4 separate regions of the Sus scrofa genome follow, and all the other regions are linked to region 1. Evidence: chromatin contacts called from public HiChIP or PLAC-seq data. All regions are on one chromosome and are shown on one strand. The core of a region is the stretch at or near the end of the contact, and the rest is flanking DNA. Distances in the headings are between cores, read along the strand shown. Region 1 holds the start of ARTN (artemin). Region 2 holds the start of ST3GAL3 (ST3 beta-galactoside alpha-2,3-sialyltransferase 3). Region 3 overlaps ST3GAL3 (ST3 beta-galactoside alpha-2,3-sialyltransferase 3). Region 4 overlaps ST3GAL3 (ST3 beta-galactoside alpha-2,3-sialyltransferase 3).

Evidence for each region. HiChIP or PLAC-seq counts read pairs in DNA pulled down with a chosen protein or histone mark.
Region 2: a contact with region 1 is called in an H3K27ac HiChIP or PLAC-seq map of alveolar macrophages. The contact joins the promoter of ST3GAL3 here to the promoter of ARTN in region 1. A contact is called at or near these places in 1 of 47 Hi-C or Micro-C datasets (embryonic fibroblasts) and 1 of 2 datasets of contacts at active chromatin or transcription factors (alveolar macrophages).
Region 3: a contact with region 1 is called in an H3K27ac HiChIP or PLAC-seq map of alveolar macrophages. The contact joins the enhancer-like site here to the promoter of ARTN in region 1. A contact is called at or near these places in 1 of 5 promoter capture datasets (liver), 9 of 47 Hi-C or Micro-C datasets (alveolar macrophages, blood, fibroblasts and 6 more) and 1 of 2 datasets of contacts at active chromatin or transcription factors (alveolar macrophages).
Region 4: an H3K27ac HiChIP or PLAC-seq map of alveolar macrophages shows a contact between it and region 1. The contact joins the enhancer-like site here to the promoter of ARTN in region 1. A contact is called at or near these places in 24 of 47 Hi-C or Micro-C datasets (adipose tissue, alveolar macrophages, blood and 16 more) and 2 of 2 datasets of contacts at active chromatin or transcription factors (alveolar macrophages and skeletal muscle).

The regions. Positions count from the first base shown.
Region 1 is chr6:167,359,763-167,362,891 of Sscrofa11.1, reverse strand. It overlaps ARTN (artemin), which reads left to right and starts at 1,522. Exons shown (of 5, transcript XM_021096838.1): 1 at 1,522-2,211; 2 at 2,435-2,582.
Region 2 is chr6:167,557,253-167,560,381 of Sscrofa11.1, reverse strand. It overlaps ST3GAL3 (ST3 beta-galactoside alpha-2,3-sialyltransferase 3), which reads left to right and starts at 1,644. Exons shown (of 11, transcript NM_213759.1): 1 at 1,644-1,774. The coding sequence starts at 1,660.
Region 3 is chr6:167,534,156-167,537,284 of Sscrofa11.1, reverse strand. The region is part of intron 1 of ST3GAL3 (ST3 beta-galactoside alpha-2,3-sialyltransferase 3); the gene reads left to right. Among named protein-coding and RNA genes, the nearest start is that of ST3GAL3, 23 kb to the left of the region's middle. Within about 2 kb of position 1,479, at least 1 of the 83 cell types and tissues checked has an H3K27ac peak or open chromatin away from gene starts, as enhancers often do. A contact at or near this core is called in alveolar macrophages, where this site is marked.
Region 4 is chr6:167,500,207-167,503,335 of Sscrofa11.1, reverse strand. The region is part of intron 1 of ST3GAL3 (ST3 beta-galactoside alpha-2,3-sialyltransferase 3); the gene reads left to right. Among named protein-coding and RNA genes, the nearest start is that of ST3GAL3, 57 kb to the left of the region's middle. Within about 2 kb of position 1,610, at least 1 of the 83 cell types and tissues checked has an H3K27ac peak or open chromatin away from gene starts, as enhancers often do. A contact at or near this core is called in alveolar macrophages, where this site is marked.

The DNA of each region.
Region 1 (3,129 bases), core at 273-2,772:
AGCACCCCTCTTTCCGTGCACAGCAAGAAGGCACTGCCCAGCTCTAGGCCCCCTCTGGCAAACATTAGTCCCTGCCCCCAACCTCACCCCCTGGAGCCCTGGAATCCGCTTTCTCCCTGTCCCAGCATCCCCAGGCAGGCCTGAGAAGAAGCCAACACACGCCTGCCCCGAGGCCACAGGCCTTGGAGGGAGCCTCCTGCCAGAGCTGCTGTGCAGCAACAGGTGGGGCTGGCTGGCCCTGTCACCTCTCATCTGCCACCCAGTCCAGGTGCCATCCCGATTTCCCATAGGCCCCTTTACTGCTGCGCTTTGTCCTCAGCCAGAGGCCTCCTCATCTGAGGGGAAGACAGGGCCCTGACGGAAGGACAGCCGGGCCCAGAAACTCCTTTCGATTCTGCTGGAAACAGGCCTTGAGGATGCAAACGCCAGGGCATACTGTGTCCTACGTGAATGGCGCCCCCCGAGTGGTCTCGGGCACAGGCTGCAGGCCTGCAAGCAGCTGCCCTGGCTGACAAAGAGCCGGGGAAGAAGCCCCCCAGCACACACAACCACCTCTGGGGGAGGCAGCAGAGAGCAGAGCGGCTCACTGCCCGGCCTCCTGTCCCACAGGTTTCCTGGCAAGTCCCCACCACTGCCCAGAAACTGCTCCCTTCGAAGCCGTTGTTCTCAGCCTGGCTGAGAAGCACCTGTCCAGGTGTGGAAAGCGGCTCACGCCCTCCCCGCCATTCTGATTCAGGTCTGGGGCGGGGCCCGCATTGGGTTAGTTTTAAGAGGCCCACAGGGGGGTTCTGCTGCAGAGCCAGGGTACGGCTGGTCCACACACACACGTTCCCTGAGCACGTTCGTCCCCGCCCACGGCTTCTGATTGCAAACTGGCCGACAATTCCCGAACTGCCGTCTCCCGCCCAGCTCTCTTGACTTCGCTCCAGGCTACACATTCGGCCACTTTCTGAAAGATCCCACTAGGCTAATCCACGGGCCCTCCAGCCCGACCTGTCCAACACTGAACTCACGAGCTCCTGCCCCCAACCTGCCCCTCCTCTGGGAGCCCCAGCTGCCAGAAGGCAACCCCTCTGCCTCGTCACCCAGGCCAAAGGTATGCCTTTGTCTGTCCTGCTTCCTCACCCCATCCGATCAGGCACCAGCTGGGTTTGCAAAAGGAGCCCAGGAAGCCCACGCTCTCCCGCATTTCAGCTTTAGCAGACTTGCCTCCAAAGCATCCTCCCCGCTGCACCCAGGGCCAGTCGCTGAAAGGCACATCGGATGCCACCGTTCTCCTGCCTGAAACCCTTCAGCTGTCCCCACTGTCACCGGGATAAACTTCAGACGCCCTGCCATGACATAGAGTGTCTGGCCTTTCCATCCCTCTGTGCTCGTTACTCGCCCAACCTCCATCCCGCCGGCCGAGTGGCCACAGTTAGGCTTCTGAACTACTGCCCTGCAGCTCATCCCTCAAACCTCAGCGAAAAAGTTCCTCGTCCGGGACCCTCCCCTTCTTCAGCCCCCAGCGCCCCAACCTACCACGCTGCCCTGGCTGAGCGGCGGTGTTTGCAGGTGCGTCTGGACGCGGAGCCCCTGGGCCGCAGGGAGGGGAGCGGCGGGACGGCTGGAGCCGGCTCCGACCTTGGAAGCCCCAGCGCAGTGCCTCGCAGACTCAAGGAGCCCCGTGGGTCTGCTGAGAGAAGAAACTAGCCGGGAGCAGAGAGAGCAGCTCGTGCAGAGTGGCCCGCCGGGACCGCAGAGACGGGGAGAACCCCAAGGCCGGTGGCCCGAGGCAGGATCGGCCTGTCCCCTCCCTCTCCCGCCCTCAGTCCAGCCTCCCAACTCCCGACTCCAAGTGTCGGCAAACTCTGAACACCCAGCGTCCGCGCCCCTGCGCTGCCTGGGTTCCCTGCTCTTTCCCGGGGGCCCTTCCCAGGGTCTCCTCCCCCAACACCTCGGGGGACCTAGTGGAGCCGGGGGGACCGGATTCCGGAGGGTGGAGCAGCCAGGTGAGCCCTGAAAGGTGGGGCGGGGCGGGGGCGCTCAGGGCCCCACCCCAGGATCCGGTGACGCCAGGGCTGGAATTTGACACCGGACGGCAGCAGGCATGAGGCTGCGGAGGGATGGAGTTGGGCCCGGCCCCCAGACACGGCCCGCGGGCTCTGCCAGCAGCAGGTCCCTCGGGTCCCAGCCCTCACTGTGTCCCGGACCCAGAGCCCTCCACGCGCGGTAAGCCGACCTGTGTGCCCACCCCTCGTCCCAGCCCTGGGGCCGGGGCGAGCGGGCGGGGTCGTCCCCCTCCACTCCCTTCTCGCGTCCTCCCTCTCCTGGGCCCGCCGCGCGGCTCTCCGGCCCTCCCAGCCCCCCCAGTCCCTCTTGTCGCTTGTTGGACTGCGCTAGCCCGCCAGCCCGGGCGGCCCGCTGTAATGTGAGGCCCCGGCTGCCGCTGCAGGGCTCAGACGGGCTGCCAAGACCACGCTTTTGGCTAAAAGAGGCGCTGCCAGGTGCAGAGCTCTGGGCGTGAGCCTTTGGAGCCGCGGGGGAAAGCCCAGCTCTGGTCCCAGAAAAGGTGCCTAGAGGAACACGACACAACCGCCGGGGTGAGTGTGGGGCTGGTGGATGGGGAGGCCAGGCCTGCACTGGAGGACCAGGTGGCCCCAGATCTTGGGTTGGGAGACCTAGGGCCTGAGCTGCCCTCCAGAGACCTGCTCCTGGGCGCCCCCTAGCGCAGGGGCCCTTGCGCCGGCCTCGCCAAGCTTTCCCTCCGTCAGTGAGAACAGTCACTAACCTGGCTCCTCAGGCCCGTGTTCCGTTAGCCAAGCACCCTTGGCCCTGGAGGACCATGCCAGGGTGGTCTGGCCCACGGGTATGCAGACATTCCGTGTGCTGGGGGGTGGGGGGTGGAGTGCCCACTAGGACCCAAGAGCAGGCCCGCTGGTGAGGGTTCATGAGGGCTCCAGAGAGGTGACTGGGGGTGCTAGATGGTGCACGCTCACAAAAGCTGCTGGGGCTCAGGAAGGCTGGCTGGGCTCAGGAAGGATGGTTCATGGGGCAAACTTCTAGGAGCAGGGCCAGGCTGTCAGGTCCAGGGGAAGCTGGAAGGGAAACAAATCCAGATCAGCTCTCGGTGTGGCTCAGCTCTCAGAG
Region 2 (3,129 bases), core at 395-2,894, 200 kb before region 1:
CTAAGATACCTGAGTGGGGTGGGGAAGGGTGATCTTAAGCAGTCTTCTTGGGGAGTTCCCGTTGTGGCTCAGCGATAAACAAACCTGGGTAGTGTTCATGAGGTTGTGGGTCTGTCCCTGGCCTCGCTCAGAGGTTGGGAGTCCCGTGTTGCTGTGAGCTGTGGTGTAGGTCGCAGACGTGGCTCGAATCTGACGTTGCTGTGGCTCTGGAGGGGCCAGCAGCTGTAGCTCTGATTCCCTGGCCTAGGAACCTTCTTATGCTGCTGAGGGTACAGCCTTAAAAAGACAAAAAAAAAAAAAAGGGAGAAGGAGAGCTCTTCATGGCTGATGCTGATTTAAGTGAGTATCAGAGCATGTGCCGCCAGGTAGTGGAGAAAATACCACAGACAGACCTTGAGGCGAGAAGCAGCAAGAAATGTCCAGTGCATAGAAAGAAGGGGGGCTGGAGCACAGCACACAGATGAGAGTGGGAGAAACAAGAGGTGGTTTAGGAGTCAGATGGGGTGTGACGAGAAGCTGCTGGATCCTAAGGAGCCATTCCTTTCTTCTGAAGGAACGGAAGCTTGAAGGAAAGATGTGTTAGGCCGAGTGGCCCCTCAAAGATGCCCACACCCTAATCGCTGGACTCCGAATATGTTGCTTTACATGGCAAAAGGGACTTTGCACACGAAATTAAGGCTTCAGACCTTAAAATAGGGAAGTGACCCTAGGCTATTCAAGCGGGCCCAGTCTAATCACATGAGCCTGAAAAGCGAGGCAGTTTCTCTGGCTGGCAACGGAGGCAAGATGAGGTAGAAGGAAAGTTGGAAAGATCAGCGTGAGAGGGGCTGACCCTGCTGTGGCTGCAGGGGGACTGCATGGAAAGCAGGAGCACAGGAGCAAAGACTGGCTGATAACCAGCAAGGCATCGGGCCCTTGGGCCCTGCAGCTGCAGGAGCTGAAGTCAGCCTACAGCCTGAAGCAGCTTGGAAGTAGGTTCATCTCCAGAGTCTCCAGAAAGGAAGGCAGCTTGCCAGGCGCCTGGGTTTGGCCTTGTGCTGCCTCGTGCAGGGGACCCTGCTGAGCCACACTGTACCTTGACATTTGGCCTTCAGAACTGCGAGGCAGTAACCGTGTGTGGTTTCAGGCTGCTGGGGTTGTGGTGCTTTGTCAGAGCGGCAGTGAGATACTAATAGAAAGGGGTTCAGGCAGGGGAGGAATGCCCCGTTTGTGCCTCCTCGTGCTGGGTGGCAAGTAGATCCAGCGAGCGTGGGTTTGGAGGCAGGGCAACTTGTGCAGTGGGCATACAGTGCTGGCGCGGACGAGGGGCGTGATGGCGGGAAGGGGATGTGATTTGAGATTTATCCAGGAGGATGCAACTGCCAGAGTTGGATCAGCGATTGTCGGGAATGAGGGGGAGGGACCTGAGGATCACGGCTGATTTCCGGCTTGGATGCTGAATGATGGTGAAGCTGAGACGGGCTTGAGCAGGTTGGAGGATGCCCAACTAAGGGGTAATTCTAGGCTGTTCTTCATTTGGAAATTCTCGCATAAATACTTAGGTTAAGGTTGAGTGTATCCGTACGAGGATTGCTTATTATTGAAGACCTAAATTGTTCTTTTGGTTTTTTTTTGTTTTTTTTTCTTTAGGTCATGTAGGAAACTGTAAATCATGTGAAGATGGGACTCTTGGTATTTGTACGCAATCTGCTGCTAGCCCTCTGCCTTTTTCTGGTGTTGGGATTTTTGTATTATTCTGCGTGGAAGCTACATTTACTCCAGTGGGAGGACTCCAGTAAGTATGGTGACTCTAGCCTACCCCCGCCCCCGGGAACAGCCTCTGCTGATTAGTTATCGGGTTTTCCTGTGGCCGCAGTCATCTCAAATTCTTCAGAGAGGGGCACCGAGCATTTCCGGGACTTGGGCTTAGAAACCGCCCACCACTGTTGTTGCTCTTGTTGGAGAACTTTGCTGGTTTTGAAAACAGCTGCATGCCATGGCACATCCTTTTGTGCACTCAGGGGAAGCGTGCTGTGCTGCAATAAAAACGCAAACCGTGCCGGGGCTTCGGGTTCTCGAATGTCCTTTTTTAATTATGAGAGTTTATTGCTGCTCCCCTTTGCCAGTCACTGCCTTGGGCTTGCTGTCGAAGTTGGTTTTCCAGCGCTCTTAGGACATTCATCTTTATCTCGTCCTTGGATTTTCCGTTTTTAATTTAATCCTGTCTTTTACTTTCCCCGAAGAAATTGTGTCTACTGAATCCTTGGAGCTCTTACTGGTGCTGAACTTGGACCTGAGTAGAATAATGTCTTCATTCTGCCCCTGCTGAGTAACGTCTGATCCCTTTCTTCCCTGTGCAGCCATTCTCATGTGTCACACTGTTTTCTGTGAGGCTGCCTGAAACACCCCCTCCCCACCAACCCCCCTCGCCCCCTCTCCCACCTTTTCCGGCTCACCCAGCCTTGACTGTGCTGTGGTCTGGGCTTTGCAGTGGAAGGGCTTGCACTGTGCCGCAACGAGCTTTGCACACTGTTTCCTTGGCTGTAGCTTCCAGTGTCCCATGGTGGCCACACACAGCTCTTCTTCTGGTTCCTTTGTCTGACGGCTGTCTGAGCTGGCTACGAAAAAGTCTGGGTAGTCTGTGCTGATTCCTAGTGAATGTCTCTTTTCCAAAATAGTTTTTATGTCTGCAAACACCTACTGGATACCAGTGTGGAATTCACCTGAGAATAGAGTCAGTCTCTACACAGGAGGTTAAAATGAAATAGAATGAGTTGGAAGAGGCATCTGGCATTTGGTCTACTACTGTAGTATTGTTATTATTTTTTGGTCTTTTTTTTGGGCCACACCTGCAGCATATGGAGGTTCCTAGGCTAGGGGTTGAATTGGAGCTGTAGCTGCTGGCCTATATCACAGGCACAGCAATGCCAGATCCAAGCCGTATCTGTGACCTACACCACAGCGCACAGCAACACTGGATCCTTAACCCACTGAGCGAAGCCAGGGATTGAACCTGCATCCTCGTGGATACTAGTCAGATTCGTTTCCACTGAGCCACAATGGGAACTCCAGTCCACTACTGTATTGACTCCTTAACACAGGAACTGTTCCTCTGAAGTAGTTGATTATTTTCCTTCTTTCTTTTTCTTG
Region 3 (3,129 bases), core at 230-2,729, 170 kb before region 1:
GCAGATTCTTTGCTGCTAGGCTACGTGGGAACTCTAGGGAAAGAAACTTTAAGCAAAGCTACGTGATAGATAACAAGCCAAGAAAAATATTTTTAGTATATAGGATAGAGATGATATTCTTAATATATGTAAAGCGCTCATGTAAGTTGTTTGAAAAAAAGGAATGCTTTAATGGAAAAATGACAAATTCGTGACTAGATAGTTGTACAGAAGGCAAATTTGAAAATGCTAGTGATTATATTTTAAAATCGTTACTCTCACTAATTTTTAAAGAAATGCAGAGTGTAAAATGACAGTTGTATTATTTTTACCTTCCGTATTGGCAGATTTTTAGACGGATTATGCCCTGTACAGGTGTGAGTAAGCCATTATTCTTACGCCCGGCAAGTGGGTTTCTGGATGGCAATATAACGATGTGTATGCAAAAGTTCAAACATGCGTACTTGTAGTTTTTACTCCCTATGCGATACAGAACAAGCACGCAGATGTGTGTGTGTGTGTGTGTGCACACGACATTGCCACATTTTTATTAGGGAAAAAAAAGGAGACAACCTGAACAGCTCATTGAGGACGGGTCCGTAACATCTGGCGTGTGCATTCCGATGACACCGTGTAGGTCTTGAGATGGCTGGGAAAACCGTTATGCCCTGACGTGAGAAGATGATCTTTTTCACTGACACACACACACACACACACACACACACACACACACACACACTCAAAGGCGCACAAACATACAGGTCAGTCTTAGGCCTCATTTGCAGGAAGCTCAAAATCATCCACACGTAAACACGTATGGGCAGTTAGACGATGCCTGGCACTGCGGCACTGTGCCAGGTCTTTGGCGGGAGGGATGACTGTGGCGCTGTCCTGCTCTCAGGATTCGTGTCATCTGGCAACGCTGTGAGGTGGTGATAGGTAGCATCTTCGGAACACTCTGCTGTGTACTTGGAGCTGCACTTTCTAAAGGGCTTTGTGTGCATCATCTGATTGAATCCCCTCCCGGGGATATTTGGTGGGACTTGCACAATGGACAGGTTAGATTATTAAGGCTCAGTAAGACAATGCCTTGAGATCACAGAGATGGAAGGGTGGAGTCTGGGCTATTGTTGTCCCATTTTACAGATGGGAACACAAAGTTTCTAGGGAGTTGGTCACCAGTGGAGACAGGTTGAACTAAAGACTTCCTGTCTTCAAAGTCTGTGCTCTTAGCCGGACACGCCTGACCACTGCGATAGCAAGTCACATACATTTTTTGGTTTCCTGGTATGTATAAAAGTTATATTTATACTCTAGTCTATGTAGGGTGTACACTCGCATTATGTCTAAAAAACAATGTATATACCTTGATTAAAAAATGCTCTGTTGCTGAAAAGTGCTAACCAGCCTCTGAGCTTTCATCAGGTGGTTCTCTGCTCGCTGGGAGAGGGTCTTGCCTCCGTGTCGGTGGTTGCTGACTCATCTGGGTAGTGGCTGCTGAGGGGTGGGGCGGCTGTGGCAATGTCTTAAAACAAGACAGCGATGAAGTTTGCAGTTTCTCTGTAACATGCTGTTCGATGGCCTTTTACCCACAGTAGAACTCCTTTCAAAGTTGGAGTCGGTCCTCTCGAACCTGCTGCTGCTTCATCAACCGAGTTTAATACTCTGAGTCCTTTGTTGTCATTTCTGCTCCATCAGGAGTCGATTCCCTCCCAGGAAACCACTGTCTTTGCTCATCCGTAAGAGTCAACTCTTCACTCACCAGCTTCATCAAGAGGTTGGGGCGATCCAGTCACATCCTGAGACTCCGCTTCTCATTCTAGTTCTTTCGTTCTTCCTACTCCCCACCTGCAGTTACTTCCTCCGCTGAAGCCTGGGACCCCTTAAAGTCATCCACGACAGCTGAAGTCAGCTCCTCCCAGACTCCTGTGTATATGGATATTTTGACCTCTGCCCGTAAATGCTCTTAATGGCATCTAGAATAGTGAGTCCTTTCCAGCAGCTTCTCAATTTATTTTGCCCAAACCCATCAGAGGAATCACTGTCTGTGGCAGCTATATAGTCTTACGAAATGTATTTCTTTTCTTTCTTTTTTTTTTTTTTTTGTCTTTTGTCTTTTTGTCTTTTGTTGTTGTTGTTGTTGTTGTTGTTGCTATTTCTTGGGCCGCTCCCGCGACATATGGAGGTTCCCAGGCTAGGGGTCGAATCGGAGCTGTAGCCACCGGCCTACAGCAGAGGCACAGCAACGCAGGATCCGAGCCGCGTCTGCAACCTACACCACAGCTCACGGCAACGCCGGATCGTTAACCCACTGAGCAAGGGCAGGGACCGAACCCGCAACCTCATGGTTCCTAGTCGGATTCGTTAACCACTGCGCCACGACGGGAACTCCTATTTCTTAAATAATAAGAAAAAAAGCAAAAATAAAATAAATAAGTAATAAAACTTGAAAATCGAAATTACTCTCTGCTCATGGGCCGTGGAATGGGTGTTGTGTTAGCAGGCATGAAAACAACATTAATCTCATTGTACATTTCCTTTATTATTATTATTATTATTTGTCTTTTTAGGGCTGCACCTGTGGCATATGGATGTTCCCAGGCTAGGGGTTGAATTGGAGCTGTGGCTGCTGGCCCACACCACGTCCACCGCAACTCGGGATCCAAGCCACGTCTGCCACCAAAACCACAGCTCACGGCAATGCCAGATTCTTGACCCACTGAGCGAGTGAGTGAGGCCAGGGGTCGAACTCACGTCCTCATGGATGTTAGTCGGGTTCTTTACCGCTGACCCATGACGGGAACGCCCTCGTTGGACATTTCCATCAGAGCTCTTGGGTGACCCAAGTGCCTTGTCAACGAGCCATAGCATTTTGAAAGGACTCTTTGTTTTCTCTCTCTCTCTGAGCAGTAGTTCTCAATAGTGGGCACAAGATAGTCAGTCGAGCATGTTGTGAACAGATGTGCTGTCAGCAAGGCTTTGTTGCTGCATTGACGGAGCACAGGCAGTAGACTGAGTGTGGTTCGTAAGAGCCCTGGGTTTTCAGAACGAGAAAAGGGCAGTGACTTTGACTTAAAGTGGCCAGGTGCATCAGCCCCTAACAAGAGAGCCAGCCTGTCCTCTGAAGCTTTGAAAGCAGGCATTGACTTC
Region 4 (3,129 bases), core at 361-2,860, 140 kb before region 1:
TCAACCTTAACAGCCAGTTATTTTACTAGCAAAAGCGAGTTTACTTGGAAATAATGGAGGGATGGCAATTCAGAAAATATAAGCTGTGGCAAACCACAGGCAAATCCGGAAGAAGGGAAGGAGAACTTGTTCTTATAGGAAGAATGAGGGGAATTGGGAGGAGCTGTGATAACAAGAGAGTCCTTTGAAGGAAGCCGAGTCCAGAGCATAGAGGCTCTTCACTGCTGGGACTGCTGCAGCCTGTGATTGGCTGGGCCATCACGGGGTGAACGGTTTTCTTCTTCCATCTGGGTAGTATAATCGAGGCACCTTTTTTTCTTCTTCTTTTTTTTAACATAGATAATGTAACTGTCTTTAAAAAAAAAAAAGGGTTTTTAAAATTATAGTTGATTTGCAATGTGTCAGTTTCAGAGGCACCTTTTATTGGGGATCTGGCACATCCCTTCCTGTTTAGAGAAGTTGAGGATTCATGGCAGGGTGTAAGAGCACTTCCTACAGGCCTGTCTTGACTCCAGTTGTAGCTGAGGTGTCTTCAGTTAATTCCACATTTCCACCTTTTGCTTCAGCTGTTCCAGCAGTGAAAGCTTTGTGATCACATCAGGATGTCTCCATGTAGCAGTTTGTCCCTCAGCCCTTCCTTGGTTGTCATGTTCCTTGCCAGAGGGAAAATACACAAATTTGAAACCTCACGAGGTCACATTTGAGTAACAAAGAAAGGTGCTATAGAGAACTCTCAGGAGTTTCTTGCTAAAAGTCCATATTTAGTCAAGGTCATAAGTGCTTATAAATCATCTTGAAGCACTGGGCCAGCACCATCTTATTAGGAATGTCATTTTGATAAAGGTTTGACAAGCAATAGGTGCAGAGCTTAACAGGTATGCAGAACAAAGTGAAAAACAGCATAAGAAATCCACTTTGCAGGATGGTTTTTAACCAGGAGTCCAGACCTGAAGGCAGCCAGTGGATAAATAAAAGACAGTAGATTGTCAGGTGCAATTTGCTGTAACTCGTGTGCTTGCTCTTTAATTTTATGCATTTGGGTCTCTCCTTCCCCAGAGGCATTTATCCACATGCAGCAAGATGTGTTTGCTGTTGCACAGATGCTGATTTGTTCAGAGAGTAAGTAAGCAAGGACTCTGAGGGCATCCCAAACGACCTTGGCCAGTGAGAGAGGTGAACATTGCTGAGCTGAAACTGCATTGGCGATGGAATCCGCTAACTCCTAATGTCAGGAGAGATTCCTGATTATTTGTTCATTGGCTCTCACTCTGATCCATGGGAAGAAAGCTCTCCCTAAAGAGTCAAAACCAGAATCTTGTATGCTTCCTGGAAGTTCTTGCTGAAGGCGGTTGTAAAGGTTCAATGAGATGGACCTTTGAGAGGCTCTTGCTTGGTCGTTTATGGAGAACGAGGCAGGGAGTGCGGCAAGGGTGCACCGTCCTTCCCTTCTCTAGCTATCGAGCATAAAGGCAGTCCCCAAACTTTCATCTAGGAAGGTATGAGGGGTGCAGTGAGGCCCTCGCATACATAGCAGTCCGTGGAGTCATTCATTGGCATTGAGGCATTGGCATTACTTAACCAAGGCTCACACGTTAGGATGTTACACACTGAAGGTTTACGTCATCATGTAAACATATGTCAGCACTTTTACAAATGGTGTGACTGCCACTGCTGGCTCCACTGATCCTTTCATAGAAATATTCGAAAGATCTTGTTTTCCCATCCCACAGTTTGGGTCAAATTGAAGCAGGGAGTAAGTTTACGCAGGCTTCGCACACCGCCTCCATCAAATGGGCCCATGAAACCGTTTGGACGTCAGCAGTGTTTGGAATGAAATTACATATGGGGGTGAACCGAAGGGTCATTGCTGTCTTGGACAGACTGATATTTCTGCTGGTAAGTCCTGCTATTGGAGAGCTTTCCCCTTTCACAAGGGATTGGGAAATAAAGACAAAGGCATTGTCCTTCCATGGAAGGCGGGGGCGGGGGGGACCGGGTGAGAACAGTATTGAAAGAAAGGTACCCAGGCTTGGTCCACACGTCTTGGGAAAGCTGTCAGCCTCAGATGCTGTCTGCCTCAGAGCTGGTGAGCTTTGTCTCTGGGTCCCCACAGAGGCCAGTTGGGGTTCGGTGGCTTCTTTAAGCCCGGCGTGAGGATTCAGGAGTCGGCTCTTTGGAGTTTGGTGGCACAAGGATTAGTTAACAGTACCTAAGAGGGGCCCTTCCAGTGAGGCTGAGGAGAGTTCTTTTGAAATGCCTCTTCCAGTTAGGACACAACAGCTCCAGGTTGTAGAGTGTAATGTTTGCGGTCTTTGTCTCCTGGAAACATGCTGCGACAGGGGCTCTACTAGAGCCTGGTAATTTTTAGTAGATACAGGTAAGCCTTTGCAATGCAGGGTTGTGTCTCCCTTTTGTATCAGTTGTGGGTTGAAAGGAGCAGGAGCCAAGGGCATCCTCTTCCAGGAGCGGACTCCCATCGAACCTTTGCAAATATAGACATTGTCTGGGAAAACAGCGTGTTTAATAAGGGTTTCAGAGCTCTGGGAGAACCAAGTGGGGGGAAAAAGATAAGTGCTTCAATCTCTGTTGCAAATGTACACCTTACCAAATTGCTGTGAGTTTTAGATAGATTAAAGGAGAGGGGGAAGAGGGTTCCTTTACCCCTGGAAAAGAAAACATTAAAGAAATTGGTTTTCCATTAGTTTTAGAAATCCTTACCCAGTTCCATTAGTTTTAGAAATCTTAAAATTATCAAAAACCTGTACTCCAGAGTACCTGTCAGAGCTTTTTACATGAATCTCTTTAAAAATGAAGCGTCATTGAAGCATCAGTGTAAAGCAATAACTGCCTATAAGTGACAAAAAGATTTGAAAATGCCTGTTATTAAAAATCCAGTGAGAGTTCATTATAATGGAATTGACAAGGGGTTCTGTTGACTCCTATGCCACGCATCTTAAAATTATGACTGATGACATTATAATCAGGACATCTTAGCATTTCAGGAATTTCATACACTTTTTAAAATGTTTTTCAGAACATTTTTATTAACATATACCTATAGCAAATATAAGGTAAAAAGGTTTAGTACTCCTTACTCGACAAGTGTCTGATGTAATTTAACAAATAAGC